Regions from separate parts of the Mus musculus genome. Here regions 2 and 3 are each linked to region 1. A link is a contact called in public Hi-C data. All regions are on one chromosome and are shown on one strand. Each heading gives the region's core, a stretch centred on a gene start, on an enhancer-like site or on the middle of the called end of the contact. The rest is flanking DNA. Distances are from core to core; before and after follow the strand shown.

Evidence for each region. Hi-C and Micro-C count contacts between places; a contact is called where the count stands out from the background.
Region 2: a contact with region 1 is called in a Hi-C map of CD8 T cells, with 2.3 times the contacts expected there. The contact joins the enhancer-like site here to the promoter of 8430430B14Rik in region 1. A contact is called at or near these places in 3 of 15 datasets of contacts at CTCF or cohesin (the NIH/3T3 cell line and large pre-B cells), 61 of 484 Hi-C or Micro-C datasets (the 3T3-L1 cell line, the AML12 cell line, B cells and 32 more) and 17 of 115 datasets of contacts at active chromatin or transcription factors (CD8 T cells, the HPC-7 cell line, the NIH/3T3 cell line and 12 more).
Region 3: a Hi-C map of cerebral cortex shows a contact between it and region 1, with 1.9 times the contacts expected there. The contact joins the enhancer-like site here to the promoter of 8430430B14Rik in region 1. A contact is called at or near these places in 1 of 484 Hi-C or Micro-C datasets (cerebral cortex) and 5 of 115 datasets of contacts at active chromatin or transcription factors (the HPC-7 cell line, embryonic fibroblasts, embryonic stem cells and 2 more).

The regions. Positions count from the first base shown.
Region 1 is chr17:83,996,359-84,000,075 of GRCm38.p6, forward strand. 8430430B14Rik (RIKEN cDNA 8430430B14 gene) reads left to right here and starts at 2,194. Exons shown (of 2, transcript NR_130994.1): 1 at 2,194-2,347.
Region 2 is chr17:84,030,240-84,033,960 of GRCm38.p6, forward strand. The region is part of intron 4 of Gm35551 (a long non-coding RNA gene); the gene reads right to left. Among named protein-coding and RNA genes, the nearest start is that of 8430430B14Rik, 34 kb to the left of the region's middle. Within about 2 kb of position 2,417, at least 48 of the 459 cell types and tissues checked have an H3K27ac peak or open chromatin away from gene starts, as enhancers often do. A contact at or near this core is called in CD8 T cells, CD8 central memory T cells, T follicular helper cells and 8 more, where this site is marked.
Region 3 is chr17:83,937,375-83,940,843 of GRCm38.p6, forward strand. No RefSeq gene overlaps it. Among named protein-coding and RNA genes, the nearest start is that of Gm35229, 15 kb to the right of the region's middle. Within about 2 kb of position 1,602, at least 82 of the 459 cell types and tissues checked have an H3K27ac peak or open chromatin away from gene starts, as enhancers often do. A contact at or near this core is called in cerebral cortex and heart atrium, where this site is marked.

The sequences.
Region 1 (3,717 bases), core at 944-3,443:
TTGAGGAATTTGGAAACAGCTTTGCCTAGCGACTCTGCTTATGGTCTCCTTAGGCTGTAATAAAGATGTTGGGAGGGACTGTGGGTATCTGAGGCTGATTCCAAGGGACACCTGAATGAGGCCTCTAGCCATCAGCAGAAGACCTCTCTGTGGGGCTTCTTAAGTGTGTGGTACTGTGGATAGCTTCCCTCTTAGTAAGTCAATGTGAAATGACTTATTCACACTGGGGGCGGGGATGTTGGTGGGAGATCTTCCATGCCTACCCACAGAAGCCACGCTTTCCATGTTTCCCTTGCTCTCAGAAAGGTCATGGTGTTACAGGTCATGAGATAGCCTCTGATGAGACCAGAAAAGGCTTGAGGTCCAAACGTCGTAATAGGAGCTTTCTGAGGGTGGCCAGTTGCACAGCCAGACAGCAGCCAGGTGGAACAACCTGGGTCCCCTGACCAATCCTGAGCCGAGCTCCCTGTTGCAAAAGGAGACCTGTCCACTTATAAGATGAGGAACTCTTGGTGGCTGTCCGAGAGATGGGGCTAGCTCCTGGACACAGGGAGAAAGACGTATAGTCAGGGAAGATCATTCTGAGCTTGGGGTTCCGCTAGGGGCTCCTAGAATGGTGCCCACGTAGGTCTCCTAAGGATCTCTAGGCAATCGGGGTGGGAGATAGCACTCAGAGAAGGAGCGAGAGCATGGGCCAGGCCTGAGCAGCTGCTCTTCTGTTTGATCAGAACACTACATTTTTGGGTTCTCACCTTTGGCTATGGATTTACTCATGTGCTCATTTGTTCACTCCTGCCCAATTCTTAGGCTGTAGATATGGAGGCTGACTCTTTTCAGGAAGCTCCATTTAATGCGGGAAGCTCCCAGTACGGCAATCTACGAAGCCTAAGGGGGGGGGGGGGTGGCAATCCATGCATATGGGAGCTAACCCCACTGGAGAGTGTGGAGTAAGCCCCACCAAGTAGAGTTCCACACCATGAAAGAGTGTTGCAAATGAAGTTGGACAGGTCAGAAGAGATGTGTGAGCCAGGCAAGGGGCGTTAGAAATCAGTAAGGTCGCGCAGGAATTTAGTGAGGCATGAAGGAATCAGTCTTGTGAGATAGTAGGGTATCAGGGAAGGTGGTCCTGGAGGGGAACCTGGGTCCCCAGCTATTGCCTAGAGCAGAAACATGCCAAGAGGCCTTTAGGAGGAGGCACAAAGGTGTCAGCCCAACTCCTCAGCGGAAGATGTAGCGGAGCCCACCCTGCCCATCTCAGAGCGGCCCGGCTCCAGCGGCAGGCTGAGCCCTGCTTGCTTCTGGGAAAGAATTCTGGCCCTGAAGCCCCCGTCCCAATATTAGCTCTTACAAGAAGCCTTGAAGGAGGTTGAGGACACTGGGCTGTGGACACTGGAGGTCCAGTTGAAGACAAGAGACTCCCTTAGGGTGGCCGGAATGAGTGGAGCCGTAGAAGGCAAAGAGGAGGGAGGCGCCTCATGGTTTGCAGTTAAGCCTGCTGAGAGTCTTCTAGGCTCAGTCCATGCACTACAGTCCCAAACTGAGCATCTGTTCCCTGAGGAGCCTCCACGCCAAGTTCTCCAGTCCAATCTGCAAGGGGCACATTAGCCTCCCCAACAGCAGGTGGCGCCCTCCTGTTGAGATTAGATTTAGGAGCTGAGTTTTCTGCCCAGAAAACCTGTTGGGCAAGGGAGAGAGGAGCTGGCCTCCGGGGAGCTGGCCCCTGGGCGCTCACCTTATCCACCCACTGTAGCCCACTTACTAGTCTCGCCCTCGCTCTCCCTGCCTTTCACTTGGGTCTCGGTGCCCTTGTTCTTCATCGCTAAGGTCCTCAGGGCAAGTCTGGACTTAATGAACTTCACAAGCTAAGGCAACTCCAGGACCAGGATAGTGGGGGATGCAGTTGGCAGTGGAATGCCCCCACGGGGTCTTCTGAGCTCCCCTCACCTCCCAATGGCATTCCCCCTCAGGCCCTCAGAAGGTACTCCTTATGCCTAGCTGGGGTGTTTGCCTACGGCGAGGTGGCTCTGTCAATGAAGGACATCATAGACACCAGCATCTCTGTGCAGGGTGAACTGTGCCCACTGGTATGCCCATTGTCTCCTAATCTCCAGTCTTTAGTCCTAGAGGAAAAGCGAGGGGTGTGGAGGAGTCCCACGGGCCCCTCCAGCTCTCCTGGCACTCTGTTCACTCCCTACTTGTTCTGTCCTTGGAACTGAAGTCCCCCGACTTGCCAGGCAGAGCTGGCCTAGGCCATGCACCTGTGGTGCGCTGAAGGCTGGGCAGCAAGACATGGAAGCAGAGGGTGCCCAGTGCAGGAAGACCCTGGAAAGAGATGAGCACCATTAAGGTAAGATGTAGCAGACGGGACCCAGGCAGGAGGAGACCAGGATGACAAGGTAGGAAACTGACAGAGGTTCCTGAAGGAGGAAGAAGAGGAGGAAGGGAGGGAGGAAGAATTTTTAAGAACATTTCGAGGTGAGGCGGAAAACATAGAAGTTTGTGGGGCTAAGTGGTGGTGGGGCAGCCAGGGGGATTCTATGGCCCAGCACAAAGAAGACAACCGGTTTTGTAAGGAAGGGAGGAAGTGTTGGAACGTTAGAAGGGAGTGGCCGAGAGCTGTTATTGGAGGCAGGCACCTGTCTCTCCTCAACCCTGTGACAGACAGGTACGGAAACACCCTGAGCACCGCAGACCCTCATGCTACCAGCCTCACCCCGTGCAGCTCATAAAAGTGAAGCCGGAGCTCAAGAGCTTAACCCATCTCCCACCCACGTTCCCCCACCTCCAGAGCACCCTCCACCCTGGCGAGATAGCAGCCACCCACCCCACCTCTCTGCTGGAGTTGACAGGGTAATCAGTAACTGTTCACCAAGATGGTGTCTCAGCCAGACAGGGGGGCCTTTGTCTGATCCCAGCCCTGCTGGGAGCCCTCGCCTGGTCCTGAGTTTGCTCAGTATTAATCATTGACCAGCACCCAGGGTTACAGCCCCTCTGGAAGCTCTCAGGACTGGGGCCTTGGGTGTCCCACAGCTTCAGGCAAGGCGAGGCTGGAGTAGGGAAGGGACAAAGAGAAGGAGAGGGGAGGGCGCAGGCCCTGGGTGGGGCTCAAGGATATTCTACTACTACCTGTGCTTGCCCAGCCCGGCTTTCAGGAGAGGTCCCTTTCAGAAGGGACTGAAAATTCCCCCACTGGGCGCCTCGTCCTCTGGAGGAGTCAAAGAGGCAAATGCAATGTATGGATGAATGTTGCCCTCGAGGTGATGTGGAGCTCTCTGGAGACCCACATAGGTGTAGACCCCTCCTCTCGCCCCTAATGGAGACCAAGGAGTTAACTCACTATGTGCCAGAGGGACGAGGATGATGGTGAAGCTTGGCCAGGAGCAAGGAGGAAGGCATAAAGAGATACACATACCAAGAGCAGAGGTAGAGAGGGACACCTTCTATAGGAGCACACACTCCTGAACATGATCTCCGTTGACTAGCCTAATAGCTTATGCGCTAGGGGGCTGTTCTACGCCACGTTCACAAATTAGAAAAAGGAGACACAAGTCCATCACTTGTCCAGATCCCAGAGTTAGGAAAGATAGCAGTGACAGACTGTGTCCAGACCTAGGACCTTGGGCTGTGGTCAGATTAGAGGGACCCCCATACAGAAAGAGAGGGACCTTAAATACCTTCCAGGAGCAGAGAAGAGTTGAGCCCCTGGTGTAGGGATTG
Region 2 (3,721 bases), core at 1,167-3,666, 34 kb after region 1:
TCTGAGTATCAAAGAGAATGGCTGACAGAGGGAACGACACCTTCTTCTTCTTCTTCTTCTTCTTCTTCTTCTTCTTCTTCTTCTTCTTCTTCTTCTTCCTCCTCCTCCTCCTCCTCCTCCTCCTCTTCCTCTTCTTCTTCCTCCTCCTCCTCCTCTTCTTCTTCCTCCTCCTCCTCCTCTTCTTCTTCCTCCTCCTCCTCCTCTTCCTCCTTTCTCCTTTTCTTCCTCCTCTTCCTCTTCTCCCTCCCCTTCCTCCTCTTCTTCCTCTTTCTCCTTCTTGGAGTTAATAGGCATGGAACCCAAGACCTGATACATGCCAGACAAGGGTTCAAACACCTAGTCTGTATTTTAAGATGGTCTCACTAAGTTGCCTAAACTAGTCTTGAAGTCACCATTGTAGCCCAGGCTGGCCTTGAATTTGCAATCCTCTTACCTCAGCCTCCTAATTAGCTGACTATTACAGGGTTATCCTAACAGGCATGGCTGGGAGTTAGAAGGGACTTTTCTTTTCTTTTTTTTTTTTTTTCGGGTTTTTTTTTTTTTTTTTTTTTTTAGTTTTTAAATTTTTAATTATGTGTCTGTGTGTCCGTCTGTGTGGGTGTAAGTACACATGAATGCAATTAACCACAGACACCAGAAGAGGGCAGCAGATCCCCTGGGCCTGGAGTTACATGTGGTTATGAGCCACCTGAAATGGGCTCTGGGAACTGAACTCAAGACCTCTGGCAAGGACCCACCGAGCCATCTCTCCAGCCCTGTGACATTCTTAATCCTCCCGTGTCTTGCCTGAACCCTCCCAAGCTGAGAACACTCCTTTGTTGAGGATTCTCTGACCTTGGCAATGCTGTCTAGGGAACCGAACTGTCCCACGCACTAGGAACCAGCTCTAACCAGTGAAGGGGCTCCCCTTTATCTTGCTGTCCAGCAGCCCAGGGCCAGAAACTCATTATTACTGGGTATTGACTCCTGGACCCCTCCCCTCTCTTCACCCTGGCCAGCCCACTCCATCCATGCTCCTTCTAGTCTTTTTTTTTTTTTTTTTTTTTTTTTTTTTTTAATCAGCCTTGGCCCCTCTGACCTGCTGTGCTAGACCACCTTTGGACTACGGGCCTGAAGCTGGCAGGCTACACCCTTCTTCACATGGTGAAACCCTACCCATGAGCTCCCCCATGGAAAGCCCAACCACATAACAGCGTGAGGAAGAAGGACATGCACAACAGCCTAGGTTGGCGCTGGGGGACCCCTGGCTTCCCAGATGCTTTTCAAAAAAGCATCTTCCAGCCCAGTCAGCGCCACATCTGGAAGCCGGCTGGAAATTCCAACCATGCTCCCCAGCTAGGAAATGTGTCAAATCCTCCCAGAGACTGCATGGAAGCAGGAAACACTGGAGAGGAGGGCCAACTCCACAGGACCCCTAGGAGCGTTGGAGAATTCCAGATGTCACCAGGAGTCCATAGTCCTTAGCCCTGCTCCCTGCCTGCCCCCAAGGAAATTAAAGAGGCCTGGAGAGAATGACAGAGCTTGTGTCTCCCGGGGACCCACGACTCCATGTGTGCGTGTGAGACACTGAGTTCTTGATACACACTGAGTTATTTTTTCCTGGAGAGAAAAATGTTGCCGTGCCTCTGGAGGGTCATCTGCCCAGAAGAATCTCTTGATGCGTGAAGAAGTCATGGTCTCTCTTCTCTCTGACACACGCACACATCTCCCAGAGGCCCCAGGGCATCCATTCCTGAGAGCTGGTCTCATTGAGAAGATCTGGCCCTGGCTCCTTCTGTAGCCCTCAGCAAGTGTAAATCTCCAGTGATCGCCATGGCCACAGATTAAATGGCTAGAAACAGCAAGCATTGGTTTCCCTCCAGTTCTGGAGGCTGGAAGTTCAATTTCAACATTACTGGCCTAAAGTCAGGCATCTACAGGCCAAGGCTCTGGGGGAAAGCCCACTTCCTTGTCTTTCTTAGTATCTAATAGATGCCTTGGCCTGTAACCCCTTCCCCCACCTTCACAGACCACCTCTCATCCCTTTGTCACATCACTGGCTCTAACTTATCCTCCATCCCTCTTATAAGCCACTTGTGATTAGATTGGACCTGCCTCAGCAGCAATCAACCCCTTAAAGTTCCTGTTGCTTTGAGGACAGCGCACGCATGGATCTTAAGGCTGAGGTCACTGTCCAGCCTTGTGCAGCAGAGGCCCCACCCTGGGCATCAGTTTCCCTCGTGTTTGCTTCAGGGCAGATCTTCCAACTCTGACACTAAGACAGAGGACCTCTTTCCTCCAGTTAAGTAGGCTTGGCCTCTCTGCTCTCTGTTCAGAGCGGTCTCTGAAGCTCACATTGCTTTCTTTCCATCACTACAAGAGAGACTTCTCTACCCTGCCTTCAGTACCAGGAAGTCATGCCCATGTAGAGATCGGTGCCTACACCCAAGTGACATCCGCCACCCACGGAGGAGAGGTTACTCTCCTCAGCCCCTTGTAGGTGAGGATCATAGCTTTAACTTTCTCTGGGGCTGGCCTCACATGCCCAGCTGTTGTTCGGGAAGAAAAATCCTGGAGAGGCGATGAAGACAGGTGTGTGGGAGAGGAAGAGACGGGTGTGGACGCTCCTCTCCTGACACTGTTCCCAGTGCTTTGGTGTCCTGGGGCTCAGCTACCCGCCTGGTCTCCTCAGCACTGTGCTGACACTCCCTAGAAGACCTTGGAAGCCTTGTGAGCTGTAAGACATCCAAAGGGCCGAGGGAGGTAGTGCTGTACTTTAAGCCTAGAAACACTAGGATTTGGAGGCCACGGCACATGCCTGTGAGGAGATACAGCCACGGCTTAGTCCCTGCTGTACCCATTGCCTGGTGTCTCCCCATTCTGTTATTTCTGACTTACAAGCCACCTGCTGCAGAAAGCAGCATCAAGTCTAAGGAAGCTAAAGTTCCTTGATGCCCCCAGAACTGTGGGATGGCTCCGTGTCCTGGACAGGCACTGACTGCATCCTACAAGTAGACACTCTGCTTCGGAGGGGCTCAGAGTCCCCCTCACTCTGTCGGGCCAGGCATGCTTGAGACCACAGGCTAAGGGTCGCCAGTCTGAAGAGACGGCAGGGTGCCGTGACGGTTGGTTTTAAAGCCAGCTTGCCATGACCTGGAATCGGAGAAGGGAGTCTCGGGTGAGGACGGTCAAGGTCAGGTTGGCCTGAGGGCATGTGTGTGGAGAGCTTATCTTTATTAACTGAGGTGGGAAGGCCCAACCCGAATGCAGGTGGCTCTATGTCATGAGCGGAGTCCCACGGTATATGAGTGAAGGAAGTTGGCAGAGCAGAGCAGCCATTGAGAAAGGATCTGTTTATTTTCCCCCTGCTCCTGGTGGTGGGTGTGCTGCTTTCATGTTCCCTGGTTCCAGGAGTTCCCTGCAAAAATGGACTATAACCTGCAAAGGCAAGCCAAATGAGTCCCTTTTCCCCTAAGTTGCTTTTTTTTTGGGGGGGGGGGGGCGGCGGGAGGGTCAGGATATCTTATCATAGCAACAGAAAGGAGAGTAAAACACTTTAACTCCCGCCACAGGGGGATGTCCCTGAGTTCGCTAGATTTCCACTATAGCGGCAAAAACAAACAAACAAACAAAAATCTGAGATGACCAGCTTAAAGGAGAGAAGCCTTGCCCGTGCTTTTGGAAGGTCGCCACCCACCATTGGTTGGTCCGATTATTTTGTGGCAACACAGAGGTCATGGTA
Region 3 (3,469 bases), core at 352-2,851, 60 kb before region 1:
GTTCTCTGCTGCTCTCTACTCTGTCACTCAGGTGGTGGCGGGGTCTCTCTGGAGCAGGCCCTGCCTGGGGCGGTTGAACTTTTGGTGAGTGTTAGACTTGGTGCTCTCATTTCTTTTTGTGTTTTAGTTTTGTTTCCGGGCATGGTTTCTCTCTTAGCTCTCACTGGCTCCTCTCTCTGCAGCTCAGGCTGGCCTCAGACTAGCAGGGATCCCTCTGCCTCAGCTTCCTCATGCTGGGATTGTGGGCCTGAGGACCACGCTCCACAGTGTTCATCTCTGTGGCCTGGAAGGCTGGTGGGGAGGGTGCAAAGGGTTAACTTCATTTTGGCAGTAATTCTCTCTTGGCATCTGAGAGTGGACCGGCCAGGAGCTCTGCTTTCCCGTTGCCGCGGCAATGACACAAAACCGAGAGCAGACACGGATCTGGAGATGGTTAACTGGCCATGTTCCTGGCCGGCGGTGGCCCGCCAGAGAAACTGCTGGAAAGTCACATTAGAGTTTCCCAGCACTAAGGGTGAGAAAGGGGGTGTGGATCTGGGCTCCCCCAGAAAGTCTGGCTCTGGACAAAAGAGATAGAGCTGCTGTGTAGGTCAATGCAGGACTCCTTGCTCCTTGACTCTGAACCTTCAGAGCTCCGAACTTTCAGTGCCGAGAGCACGAAGCTCGACACAGAGCTGCCCACAACAATCTTTGTCAGCCACATTGAGCTGCTGGTTTAGTGGTTTTGATTTTTTCATTTTGCCTGCCTGCCTATCTATCTATCTATCTATCTATCTATCTATCTATCTATCTATCTATCTATCTATCTATCTTTCTATCTATCCAGATCTTACTGTGTAGCCCAGGCTGGCCTGGAACGTGATCCTCCTGTCTGAGCCTTGTTGGGATAAGAAGCACGCACCAGGCTTGTTTTCTTTCTCCCACTTCTCAGCTTTCCCACTCTCCTGCTCCTGCAGCCTTGCTATCCAGGTGCCTCCTGAGGGGACTTCGGATTGTCTCTGGACCAGCCCTACTCAGACCTGAGATCTCAGTCTGAATGGCACTTCGGGAAGACTTCTGCACCTAGACTGGGGCCCTTTTGTGTTATGGGCTTCCTGATGTACTGACTGTCACCTTTCAGACAACCACATGCCTAGTCCCTCACATTTCTCCACTTTCTTGGGCCACCCATGAGGTGGAGGTTGGATGTGGCTTCTTTGCCTCGGAGCCTACGCAGAGGGTCTGTTAGAGGGGCAGCACCACTCACAACTTTGGAAAAGAAGACGATTGTGTGGGGGAAGGGCAGGTCACCGGGTCACCAGGTGCCCTCTGGGAGCTGTGGGCAGCGGGATTTAGCCAATCCCAAGGTTAGGACTCTCTTGCCAGGACAGCTTTGCTTTCCCCGGTGGTTTTCATTATTTTTCATTCCCAGACTATTTTGGAAGCTGGCTGCTATGGGAACCGAGTCTTTGGAAGGCCCAGGCCTCTTTTTCCTCCTACCCCCAGCCTCCCTCCATCTCTATTCCTTCTTAATTGGTTTTTAGTTCCCTGGCTTTCAGGCCGTCTGTTTATTTTGATTGCAACTCCACAGAACAAATCTTTAATGAACCAGCTTGTGGGGAGAGCCATTAGCAGCCGCCTGCCTCCAGGGAGTGGGGGAGGCGCCTGGCCTGGGTCCCAGCCTGGACTTCTACTCAGCGAGGAAGCGGTGGCCAGGTACTGGGTGGCAGCTGCGCATGGGTCGTTCCTTCCTTCAGGTGTAGTCTGGAGATGGGAACAGTTTGTCCTCAGTAAGCTGTCAGAAGCCTTGGCTGAGGTGACCTTATTAGCACTCTGATGCACAGTGACAGAGGTTGGGCTTCCCGGGCCCCCTGAGTTACTGCAGTAAACCCAGAGGGCTCTATGCTGAGTCCCTCATTGTCCAGACAAGGGGAGTGAGGCTGGAGAGCTGAGAAGCCAGCAGACCTCTGAGGAAGACACAGATAAATGGAGAAACCTCCCGAGGGTCGCTGCATTCGGGGTGAATTGGCATCCAACGGTCCTGAGTGGGCTCGGCAGGCCCCAGCTCTCTGGAGTAAATGCCTTTGTCTGTGTTCTGTGGGCCTGACACCATTTATGGGTTTACTCCACTGACTGGGTATGATCACGTCTGTCCAAAGAGTTTTGCCAACAGGAAATGCATATGAGCACTTTATTGTTGTGGGTGTGGAGAACAGAGTGATCCCTGCCGCTTCCTTACCTTGGACAAGCCCTGTCTCCAGTCCACCTCACAGATCTGGTCACTTGTCTGTCCCTCACTGGCCTCATGCTGCCAAAGTCACTCATCTCAGGAGTACAGACCCGGGGACCAGCGGGACTGGGAACTTCATTCCGTTAAGATCAAGCCCCCCACGGCCTTCTGCCTTGGGGCTGCCTCTCTGAGAAACTCTGGGGTGCACCTCAGCCTCTATCCCATTCCTGCCTTCTGTCCAACTGGCCTTCTTTCCTACTTCATGCTGTGGGCCCATGAGATTTCTTTAGACAGGAGGTCTCCCTCCCTGCCTGTCCTCCCTAGTCCTGGCTGGCTCTCCACTCATTCCTCATGGTGATCTCCTGGCCTTTCTCAGTGACTGGATAGGAAGAGGTATGTCTGACCAGTGGCTCAGTGGGAGTCAGAAGGGGGCTTGAAACGCCAAGGACCACAGATACGCTCCTCTCTGGCATTACCAAGGTCATTCTTTGTTTCATAAGAGAGTCCAAAAGAGGACAAAGTTGATCATGGAGAGTTGCAGGGTGCCTTCTGGCGTTGAGAACGGCCCAGAAGTGGACATGGCCTGGACTTCTTTACATCCCTGGTGCTTGATGGTTGTTTGTTTTGGTTACTCTTGTCTGCCTGTCTTGTCTTGCCTTTATGGTTATACCAAGCCAAGAAGAACTAGGCATCCCGGGCTGCCATGCTTATGAGTTACTTAATCACCAAACAAGTAAGGGCTGTTGTCCCTAGCTTCATTGATGCCTGGCTGTAGGTGATCTGGTTACGTGTATGAGCTCTTAAGAGTGATGGACAATTAAGACTCCTGCTACTCCCCACCCCCGCCATCCCTGACTTTGTTCACATGGTCACAAATGGCTTCGTCACTTCCAGCCTTCACATTTAATTTCCAGGCCAAGAGAATGGAGGAAAGGGGCAAGTTTACATTAGCTGAATCTATACTTTTTAATCAAGAAAACATGACCTTTAAAAAGCCTGGCCATAAAACTCTTTGTACTTGAGATTTGTTGGAAATAGGTTGTATCGCAGCTAGAGCTGGAAAGATCATATTTTGCAGAGGATTTTGTTAGAGATGAGAGGGGAGAAATGCATGCTGGGTAGAAAGAATGATTGGCACCTGCAAGGAAGAAGCCCAGTGAGCACAACCCCCTTTTCCAAACATCTGAGGCTGTTCTGGGTCACCGCCACCTTCCACAGACGCCTCAGCAGTCACCCATTGTAGCTGCACTAGACCATAAG